2 separate regions of the Macaca mulatta genome follow, and region 2 is linked to region 1. The links are chromatin contacts, called in public Hi-C maps. All regions are on one chromosome and are shown on one strand. Each heading gives the region's core, a stretch centred on a gene start, on an enhancer-like site or on the middle of the called end of the contact. The rest is flanking DNA. Distances are from core to core; before and after follow the strand shown.

Evidence for each region. Hi-C and Micro-C count contacts between places; a contact is called where the count stands out from the background.
Region 2: a contact with region 1 is called in a Hi-C map of blood, with 2.8 times the contacts expected there. The contact joins the enhancer-like site here to the promoter of IRAK2 in region 1. A contact is called at or near these places in 4 of 14 Hi-C or Micro-C datasets (CD4 T cells, blood, cortical neurons and 1 more).

What each region holds. Positions count from the first base shown.
Region 1 is chr2:149,007,571-149,012,815 of T2T-MMU8v2.0, reverse strand. It overlaps IRAK2 (interleukin 1 receptor associated kinase 2), which reads right to left and starts at 2,249. Exons shown (of 13, transcript XM_001090790.5): 1 at 1,494-2,249. The coding sequence starts at 1,587.
Region 2 is chr2:149,067,534-149,073,498 of T2T-MMU8v2.0, reverse strand. IRAK2 (interleukin 1 receptor associated kinase 2) reads right to left here. Exons shown (of 13, transcript XM_001090790.5): 9 at 3,293-3,488. Among named protein-coding and RNA genes, the nearest start is that of TATDN2, 26 kb to the left of the region's middle. Within about 2 kb of position 2,463, at least 11 of the 40 cell types and tissues checked have an H3K27ac peak or open chromatin away from gene starts, as enhancers often do. A contact at or near this core is called in CD4 T cells and blood, where this site is marked.

The DNA of each region.
Region 1 (5,245 bases), core at 1,000-3,499:
TTGAACCCAGGAGGCAGAAGCTGCAGTGAGCTGAGATCACACCACTGCATTCCAGCCTGGGCCACAAAATGAGACTGTCTCAAAAAATAAAAAGAAAGATTACAACTTATGACTTATAAGAATATTTAACACTTAGGTGTTGGTGCTCTTATACAATATTTTCATTCCTCACAACTTTATGAAGAAGCTATAATTATCATATCCAGTTTACATACAGATTCAGAAGCTGAGGCTCAGAGAGGTTAAGAAACGGACCCAAAGTCATACAGCAAGAGTCTGGAATGCAGATCTCCACTTGGAAAGCAGAGACAACAGGCAAGCAACCCCCAGCAGAGGCCATGGCCCTCCGCCAGTCATCCATCAGGCACCAACAAATACAAAATACGGAGGTTGCCTGAGTGCCTTCCCACGGAATTTTCGACAACTGTGCACCTTGCGATAGAGTGAAAGTAAGTGCCTGTGCTTAGGCCACATTATACACACTGAACCTACTAGGACACATCTGATCTCAAAACAGGTTTATAGTCATAAATACTGTGATCCAAAAATGTATACTAAAAGTAAATATTTGATTTTAAAACTACAATGGTAACATGCATTTAATCACAAATATGATAAATACGCTGGGCGCAGTGGCTCACGTCTGTAATCCCAGCACTTTGGGAGGCAGATGCAGGTGGATCACCTGAGATCAAGAGTTCCAGACCAGCTTGACCAACATGGTGAAACCCCGTCTCTACTAAAAATACAAAAAATTAATTGGGGTGGTGGCGAGCGCCTGTAATCTTACCTACTCAGGAGGCTAAGGAAGGAGAATCGCTTGAACTCGAGAGGCAGAGGTTGCAGTGAGCCAGAGATCGTGCCATTGCACTCCAGCCTGTGCGACAACAGCGAAACTCCGTTTCTTTCTATATATATATATATATATATATATATATATATATATATATATATATATGTTAAGTAATAGATCCTTCTAATATACACTAAAACTAAACACACACACACACACACACACACACACACACACACACACACACACACACACACACCCAAGGAGTGACAGCACCGTGGTCCCTGAGAGACCCTCTGCAGCTCGGTCGCCAAGCCCCCGCGCACTTGCCCGCGCTGTCTGCAGGACGGGGTCGAGGCTCGCATTTCGCACGCAGTTGTGGGCTGGATGTCCACCCGGCGCCGTCACGGAGCCAGCAGCGGTGACAGGAGGGCCCCAGCACCCACCGTTCTCTGGACTCAGAGCGCAGTGGCGGCGGCCCCAGCTCGGCGACAGAGCTCCCGATAGACGTCCTCAGAGACCACGCGGCACCTTCAGGTGACGGGCCAAGGTCCGCGGCGGGCCCAGTCCAGGATGCTTAGCTCGCACGCCCTCTGATCGGGACCCGCTTAACCCGGGTGCCCGAGGGAGCTTGGCGGCTGGCGGGATCGCTGGGGGCACCAGTCGCTCTGGCCCCCTCCCCTCCCCGGGCCGTACTTACCGAACTCCATCCAGTCCCACTCGCTGAGCGTGTCCATGTTGCGGCACAGGTCGTCCAGCACCCAGGAGGGCAGCTGGTAGATGTAGCAGGCCATGGCGCGCTACGGGGCTCCGGCGCTGGGCAACTGGATCGGACACCGCGGGCTGGGGCTTCTCTAGCTGGGGGCGGACCGGCCGGGAAGTGGGCGGGACGGGAGGGCACCAGCGTCCCTAGCGGCCACGGGCAGCACGACGGCCCCGCCGGCTCCACCCCAGCGCCGGCCAGAGGATCGGAACTGCGAGGGGAAACTGAGGCCCCGGGGGAGAAGGCCACATGGGAATTCTGCCGCAGCGGCAGGCGGCCTTCTGACTCCACTTCCATGGGCACTACACCATGTCTCATGCGCTCATCAAATACTCCATTAATTACCTACTGTATGCCAGGCACTGCCCTAGGTGTTGGTGATACCTGAATAAGAAAGCCTACAGCCGGGCGCGGTGGATCACGCCTGTAATCCCAGCACTTTGGGAGGCCGAGGCGGGCGGATCACGAGGTCAGGAGATCAAGACCATCCTGGCTAACACGGTGAAACCCGTCTCTACTAAAAATACAAAAAAAAAAAAAAAAACTAGCCGGGCGAGGTGGCGGGCGCCTGTAGTCCCAGCTGCTCGGGAGGCTGAAGCAGGAGAATGGCATAAACCCACGAGGCGGAGCTTGCAGTGAGCTGAGATCCGGCCACTGCACTCCAGCCCCGGCGACAGAGCGAGACTCCGTCTCACGAAGAGAGGAGAGAGGAGAGAGGGAAGGGGAGGGGAGGGAAGGGGAGGGGAGGGGAGGGGAGGGGAGGGGAGACATACAAAAATCCTTGCTTTCATGAGGCTTACAAAATAATAAGCTACAGAGTGTCTTAAACGGCAATAAGTACTATTGCAAAAAAAGGCAAAAACGTTGGTTAAAGAGAATCAGGAATTCAGATTGAGTGTGGGGAATATTCTATTAAATAGGGTAGTCAGGTAGACTTTACTATAGTAGCTAATATGTATTGTGCAGCTACTATGAGCCAGGCACTGTTGTAGGTGCTGGGAATACCTCTGAAGAGAAGGACAAAATCCTTGTCCTGGAGGGAGACAAACAATAAGCAATAAAAATAGGCAGACAAGGCCAGGCGCGGTGACTCATGCTTGTAATCCCAGCACTTTGGGAGGCAGAGGCGGGCGGATCACGAGGTCAGGAGATCAAGACCATCCTGGCTAACACGGTGAAACCCCATCTCTACTAAAAATACAAAAAAAATTAGCCAGGCATTTTAGCCAGGCGTTGTGGTGGCCGCCTGTAGTTCCAGATACTCAAGAGGCTGAGGCAGAACAGCGTGAACCCGGGAGGCGGAGTTTGCAGTGAGCCCAGATCAGGCCACTGCACTCCAGCCTGGGCGATAGAGCGAGACTCTGTCTCAAAAAACAAAAAAAAAAAAATAGGCAGATTATGTTGGAGAATGAAAGTAGAAGCCTGGGCAGGATAGCAAGATCCTATCTCTACCAAAAAAAAATTTTTTTTTTTGAGAGGGAGTTTCACTCTGTAGCCCAGGCTGGAGTGCAGTGACGCAATCTCGGCTCACTGCAACCTCTGCCTCCCGGGTCCTGGTTCAAGCAATCCTCATGCCTTAGTCTCCCGAGTAGCCGGGATTACAAACACGCACCACCATGCCCAGCTAATTTTTGTATTTTTAGTAGAGACAGGGTTTCACCACGTTGGCCAGGATGGTCTTGAACTCCTGACCTCGTGATCCACCCACCTCGGCCTCCCAAAGTGCTGGGATTAGAGGCGTGAGCTACTGCGCCCGGCCTCTACAAAAAATTTTAAAATGAGCCAAGCATAGTAGTGCATACTTATACTCCCAGCTACTCAGGAGGCTAAGGGGGTAGGATCTCTTGAACCCAGGAGTTTGAGACTGCAGTAAGCTATGACTGCACTGCAGCTTGAGTGACAGAATGAGACCCTTTCTCTGAAAAAAAAAGAAAGAAAAAAAGAAAAAAGAATGAAAGTAGAGGGTGGTAAAAGGGAGTGCAGGTGGCTAATTGCATTATCTTAGAAGATGATAACTATTACTGGGGGAAAAGCAGAGTATGGTACAGGGGACTGCAGGACAAATTGGATTATTAAATAGGGTATAAGGGGCTGGGTGTGGCGGCTCCCGCCTATAACCCGAGCACTTTGGGAGGCAGAGGCAGGCAGATCGCTTGAGCCCAGGAGTTTGAGACCAGTCTGGGAAATAGAGCAAGACCCTGTCTCTACAAAAATTAGCCAGGCATGGTGGCATGTGCCTGTAGTCCCAGATACTTGGGAGGCTAAGGTAGGAGGATTACTTGAGCCCAGGAGGTGGAGATTGCAGTAAGCCAAGATTGCACCACTGTACTCCAGCCTGGGTGAGAGTAAGACCCTGTCTCTAAATAAACAAAGAGGGTACAAGGAACAGAACTCACAGTGTGTGTGTGTGTGTGTGTGTGTGTGTGTGTGTGTGTGTATATACACACACATATATGTATAATATATAGTAGCTAGTATTTATTGAGCACTTACTGTGTGTAGCCTTCACCTGGGTTACTTTACTTACTCCTTACAATGACCCTTTGAGGTAGGTAGGTAGACCCCCATTCTACAAACAAGGAAACTAAGGCACAGAGAGGTTAAAATCATTTGAACCTAAGCATTCTGACCCCAGGCTCTTCATCACCACTGGCTAAAGTATGTTGTAAATACAGATACACTTAAATGTATCTACAATGTACTTTGCAAAAATGATCTTATGTCATTCTTACAAGCCTATACTATAGATATTATTATCTCCATTTTACACAGAAGTAAATAGATTCCAAGAGATTAGGTGAGGTCACAAAGGACAGGTAAGTAACTAGAGTAGGTACCACTGTGTAGCTGTGGCCATCAGCTATGGAGGAGCGCTGCAAAAGGAGTAAACTGAAATCAAAGTGAGCAGTCCTAGGACCAAGTTGCCGTTCTGCCACCAACAGGCTTTGTGACTCTGGACAACTCATTTCATTTGTCAAGACTTGTTTCCAGTATCTGTAAAGTGGGCCTGCTCATTCCTGTGGCTTAGAGTTGTGAGGGGAGTGGAATAAATCAAATTACACAGCCTATATAGAACACCTACTACAGGACTTTCCTCGCACAGAGAATGTGCCCAAAAAGTGGTAGCTGTCATTGGTGGTCTTGAAAAAGCACCCACTGGCCTTGGAGTCCTATCAAGACTGGAGCCCTGGTTCAGCCCCTCTCCAGCTCTTAGTCCTTTGAGCCAGTTCTGTTTTCCCTTTTGGAAACTAGGTCTCCTGCTGCAGCCACTTGGAAGGAGTGTTATGAAGCCCAAATGGACTCCAAAATGCTCAAGATCAACTGTGAAGTGCTGAGCCCAATAAAGGATTACTATGATGTCCTTTTTGATGTTGAAAGTGGGACATAGTGTTCTAAGCCTGCTTTTCAAGGAAGTCCCGTGTTTTCCGCAGTGGCTGAACGTGGACTTGGGAACTGTAATGATGGTTTGCCGTAGGCTGGGTGGAGAAGCATCTCCATCCCAGGCACATGGAGGCAAAAGAGAATAAAGGTCCTCTTCTTTTTCTCCTTTTCTCTTTTTTGTAGAGTCCCCTACCTGCTTCTCCTTCTCTTCTGCAAGCAGCGTGTGTGTGCGTGTGTGTGTGTGTGTGTGTAGAGCTCCTCCCTCAGTGCCACAGGGCCTCTTCCCTGGGGTGAGGCTTTAAGACCAC
Region 2 (5,965 bases), core at 1,214-3,713, 60 kb before region 1:
CAGGAAATCGAGACCATCCTGGTTAACATGGTAAAACCCCGTCTCTGCTAAAAATACAAAAAATTAGCCGGGCATGATGGTGGGCGCCTGTAGTCCCAGCTACTCGGGAGGCTGAGGCAGGAGAACGGCGTGCACCCAGGAGGCAGAGCTTGCAGTAAGCTGAGATTGCACCACTGCACTCCAGCCTGGGCAACAGTGCAAGACTCCGTCTCAAAAAGAAAAGAAAAGAAAAGAAAATCCTTCAGCTATGGCAAGCAGGCATTGCTGTGTGAATCTCAGGAAAGGAAGGAGTCTGCATGCAGGCAGGTATCTCTTCCAGACAAATCTTGCAGCATCCATAGCATGTTTCACTCACAGGCCTTTCCTAACATTATTCATTAGTGCAGCCACTCGCACAAGGAGCACAGCCCTGTATACATGTAAGTCACCAGAAAATTGGCAAACCATGATATATGTCTTCATAAACAGGAAACCTGCTTTGAACAGGGTTTCTCAGTAGAGACAATGCCATGATGGTTAAGGGCTCTACAGTCAGGCCTGAGTTCAAATTCTGACTCTGTTCCTTACATGCTCAGGTGATCTTTAGGCAAGTAACTAAAACCTGAGCCTCAGTGTCCTCATCTGTTAAATGGGGACTAGCAGTTGTGAATATTAAAGGTGTGAATACCACACACTTAGTGTGGAATCTCTCTCCCACAGCATCTCTCGAAGCAAGTCAGAATAGGGTCACATTTATAGCCAAGAATCCCTCCAAGCCTGGAGGAAAAAGGATAAAGGTTTGAAACCACCCAGGATTAATAACAGACTGGCAGTGACCAGAAGAGGGCAGCAGAGGGCATCACTGCTGCAAGTGGGACAGGAGCCAATTGAAAAGGGACTCCTGACAGGTCCCTGCCAGGAAGGGATGGAACAAGGGGAAATGAATAAACAAAGATTTCCTGTGCCCCTTTCACAGGGCAGGCTCTGAGCCAAGTCCTTTATAGAGGTCACTGAGCACTCACCAAAAAACACTGAGCAATGCACTGTGCTGCCCACAGGAGAAGTCAAAGTTCAAAATCATTTCAGTCAACCAGAGGCAGGGCTGAGCAAAAGGGTGGCAGGAGACAGGGGGCATTCAATGAATGAATGGACGGATGGGTGGTAGATGAATGGATGGATGGGTGAATGTGTGGGTAGGTGGATAAATGGGTGGATGGATGGGTGGGTGGGTGGCTGGGAGGGTAGGAGGGAGGGTGGGTACATGGGTGGACAGGTGGGTAGGTGGATGGGTGAGTGGGTGCAAGGGTGGGTGCGTGGGTGGATGAGCGGGAGAGTGAATGGATGGATGAGGAAGTCACCTGTGACACTAACACACTGGTTAGAGGGTCAAGAGTAAACAGATATCAGAAGGAGGGTGTAAAGGTGGGAATAACAATAACCACAGTCATCATAATATTCTTGGTAGGTGCAGGGTGCAAGGTACCATGCTCACCTGCTTACATATATTATCCCATTTGTCTCCATGTATATCGTTAGCCCCATCTTACAGAAAGCATAACTGAGGCCCAGAGACAGAGGTGCTGGGTGTAGGTCACACAGCTGAAGGTAACTGAGCTGGGCCTAGGGGTTCCATCCCCCAGTTCTTTTCTTTTTTTTTTTTTTTTAGACAGAGTCTGGCTCTTTTGCCCAGCCTGGAGTACAATAGTATGATCTTGGCTCACTGCAACCTCGGCCTCCCAAAGTACTGAGATTTCAGGCGTATGCCACCACTCCCTGCCCATCCACCTGGTTCTTTTTTTTTTGTTTTTTTTTTTTTGTTTTTTGTTTTTTTTTTGAGACGGAGTCTCGCTCTGTCGCCCAGGCTGGAGTGCAGTGGCGTGATCTCGGCTCACTGCAAGCTCCGCCTCCTGGGTTTACGCCATTCTCCTGCCTCAGCCTCCCGAGTAGCTGGGCCTACAGGCGCCCGCCACCGCGCCCGGCTAATTTTTTGTATTTTTAGTAGAGACAGGGTTTCACCGTGGTCTCGATCTCCTGACCTTGTGATCCGCCCGCCTCGGCCTCCCAAAGTGCTGGGATTACAGGCGTGAGCCACCGCGCCCGGCCCCACCTGGTTCTTAAAGGAGCAGGAGCCTGGACTAGCCCTGCTGAGCTTCACTGAACAACTCGCAGTGGGGCTGAGGGAGGCAGAGGAACCTGCTGGGAGACACAGGGGTACAGAATCTGGGGTTCTTGCTGAGGGCAGAGGTGACTCAGGGCCACGGTTCTAGTGGCAGAGGTAGACAGGAGACTGTGGTCAGAGAGAGGAAGTACAGAGTTCAAGGCTAGAGAAGAAGAGAGGGTGAGGCCCACAGGGCAGCTGTATGCACTTGGCTGAAGCCAACCTGACTGTCATTCTTCTCAGCAGCATTTCCCAGACTGGGTTCCATGGAACACTGACGAGGACAGATATTCTGAGAAAACAAGGTTCCACAGTCAAATGAGCTTGGGAAACACTGCATACCCCTCTCTGGTGAATTCACAAGTCCCAGATTAAAGGCTCATTACCATCCTACCAGCTTGAATTAATCTTGTGGTAAAGAAACCTGCTTGGCTTTGCCTAATGCAATATTTCCAAGCCTGTCAAGGCATAAACCTTTTAACCCACCAATCCTAGAGATCCAAAGGAATTGGAGTTCTACAGAAATATACTCTGTAGACTGCTACACGCAGACCATGAGCTCCTGAGGGGAGGGCTGTGTTTTCGTTACATTCATATTCCTAGTGCCTGGCACAACACAATGGCAGACAAGGATGGTGGTGGTGGCAGGATGGGATGCTGGGTGGGTCAACGGTCGCTGAATGGATGGGCAGCTAAAGAGTGGATGGATGATCGGACAGCGATGAACAAATAAGGACAAATAGACAATTGGATGGACAGGTGGATGGCTGATGGGAATAGGGAAGTCAGGAGAGGATATCTGGAGCCTACTAGAACCTGGATACTCATGAGCGGTTTTCCTTCAAGGGCTGGCAAATTTCTTCTGTAACAGGCCACACAGTAAATATGTGAGATTTTGTGGGGCATGTTCAGTCTCTATCACATATTCTTTGGTTTAAAAATATAATCCTTTATAAATGTAGAACTACTCTTAGCTCACAGACCACACAAAATAGGCCACAGGCCAGAGTGGCCTGTGGGCCACGGTTTGACAGCCCCTGCTGAACTTTGATGGAACCCGTCTGTGTGCCTCTACCGTATCCTGTGATTACAAAGGAGCTGTGGGAAGGACAAATCAGGGCGGGCCCCAGTCTAAGCAGAGAAGGACGCTCTTACTATTCCACAGCTGAAGATGTCCACTCGCTTCGTCAGCTGCCCCACCCGGATGAAATCCTCTGGCAGATACGCAACTGACGCCTGGAACAGGTGAGTCTTCATCACGGTGTATTTTGACCTTTTGTTGACAGGACACAGGTGAGCCATTGGGTGAGCAAGCTTGGGGGTGAGATTTTGGTCCAGCAAGACATTAGAGCTGTGGAAACGAAAGGGGAGAGAACCTTCTCATTTTGAGCTGGATAACAACAGGTTGCCATGGAGACCCTTTGGGGAGACAATATAGTGGCAGAGCAACATCGGCTCCTGCAAGTTGAGGTCTCTAAAGACCCTCAGCATGGAGCTTCTGAGGCAGCCCTGACTGGGGAAGAGAGGACATCAGGAGCATACTCCCTCCAGCAAATGGAGATGGAGTTCAGAATTAGTCTTGCTGCCCCAGGAATGTGGCCAAAGAAGTGCAGCCTCCCTAATTCCCACAGACGCCAACCCTGATCAGCCTCAGCTTGCCAAGCCTATAGGTTGTGCAGACTCGGTCTCTTCCACAACTGTTCCAACCCCCAGCTCTGGCATGGCTGACTCAGGTCTAAGTGGCCAGCATCCTTTGTGACTAAACCTGCCCCAGATCATGTTAAAAAAAAAAAAAATCCCTCTTAGCCAGGCACAGTGGCTCATGCCTGTAATCCCAGCACTTTGGGAGGCAGAGATGGGCAGATCACCTGAGGTCAGGAGTTCAAGACCAGCCTGGCCAACATGCTGAAACTCCATCTCTACCAAAAATACAAAAATTAGCCAGGTGTGGTGGTAGGCGCCTGTAGTCCCAGCTACTCAGGAGGCTGAGGCAGGAGAATCGCTTGAACCCAGGAGGCAGAGGTGCACTCCAGCCTGGGCAACAGAGTGACACACTGTCTCAAAAAAAAAAAAAAATCATTTGACCCAGTCATCTAACCCACAGGAGCAAACACTGAGAACATACTCCAAAATGGGAAAAAGCTAAGCCACATGTGTACCGATATTTAGTGCAGGCCAGGTGTAGTGACTCGTGCCTGTAATCCCAATACTTCGTGAGGCCGAGACAGGAGGATCACCTGAGCCCAGGAGTTTGAGACCAGCGTGGGCAGCATGGCAAGACCTCATCTCCACTAAAACAAATTTAGCTGGGCATGGTGGTGCATGCCTGTAGTCCCAGCTACTTGGGAGGCTGAGATGGGAAGCTGCGGTGAGCAGAGATTGCACCACTGTACTCCAGCCTGGGCAAAAGAGCAAGACCCTGTTTCAAAAAAAATTTTTTTTTGGCCAGGCACGGTGGCTCATGCCTGTAATCCCAGCACTTTGGGAGGCCAAGGTGGGCGGATCACGAGGTCAGGAGATCGAGACCATCCTGGCTAACACGGTGAAACCCCATCTCTACTAAAAATACAGAAAATTAGCCGGGAGTGGTGGCAGGTGCCTGTCGTCCCAGCTACTCGGTAGGCTGAGGCAGGAGAAGGGCATGAACCTGAGACTCTGTCTTTTTTTTTTTTTTTTGTATTTTTAGTAGAGACAGTGTTTCACCATGTTAGCCAGGATGGTCTTGATCTCCTGACCTCGTGATCTGCCTGCCTCAGCTGCCCAAAGTGCTGGGATTACAGGCACGAGCCACTGCACCCGGCCAAAAAAAAAAAAAAGTTTTTATCATGTGTGCAAGGAGTGGTTAAGTAAATTATGGGCAAATTCCTTCAGGGGAAGATTAACAAGACACTAAAAAACATGATGGTATACAATGTAGTGAAATGTTTACTATATTTAAATGAAGGGGTAAAGAACAGGATGTGAATTGGTACCTAGGTGCAACCTACAGACTAAGGATTTGTGTGGGCAGGAACTGAAAAAAGAAACAAAACCTAGAGGCCAGCTGATGAGTCACGGGGTAGGTCAGTGGTGACCTCTCTCACCCTTGCATTTCCTTGACTGCTATTACAATTATTGTTGCAATTAAATAAAAATTGGGGCAGAGGGCTGGGGGTGGTGGCTCACACCTGTAATCCCAGCACTTTGGGAGACCAAGGCGGGTAGATCACCTGAAGTCAGTAGTTCAAGACCAGCCTGGCCAATAGGGTAAAAGCCTATCTACTAAAAATACAAAAATTAGCTCGGTGTGGTGGCGAGCACCTGTAATCCCAGCTACTCAGGAGGCTAAGGCAGGAGAACCACTTGAACCAGGGAGGTAGAGGTTGCAGTGAGCTGAGATTGCACCACTGCACTCCAGACTGGGTGACAAGAGTGAAACTCCGTCTCAAAAAACAAAAAAAAATTCGGGGAGAGAAAAGAGGAAAGGACTTCCACAAGTCAAATGGAAAGAGAACTTTGGAGAAATATGAGTTCTGTGTCTATGAAGCCAGTTCTGCCAAATTTTCTGGTATCTTTGGAATCCCTCCCTATCCTAACCATCCCTAGATGGGGACCTCTCCCTCTCGTGTGCATGGCACTGAGATGCAGGGATGCAGGCCTAAGCTGCAGGAGCCTTCCAGACAAGATGCTAACACCAACAGCTACACAAGGAAGGCACAGGTCTCAGAGAAGACACTGAACGAGGAGCTCGAAATCCCAGGGGGTTGGCAGACATGGCCCAAAGTTCAAGGATGGGGTCCAGGCCAGCTGCTGAGTGGACGGTGAGATGCAGCAAGGTGTGGAGGGCTT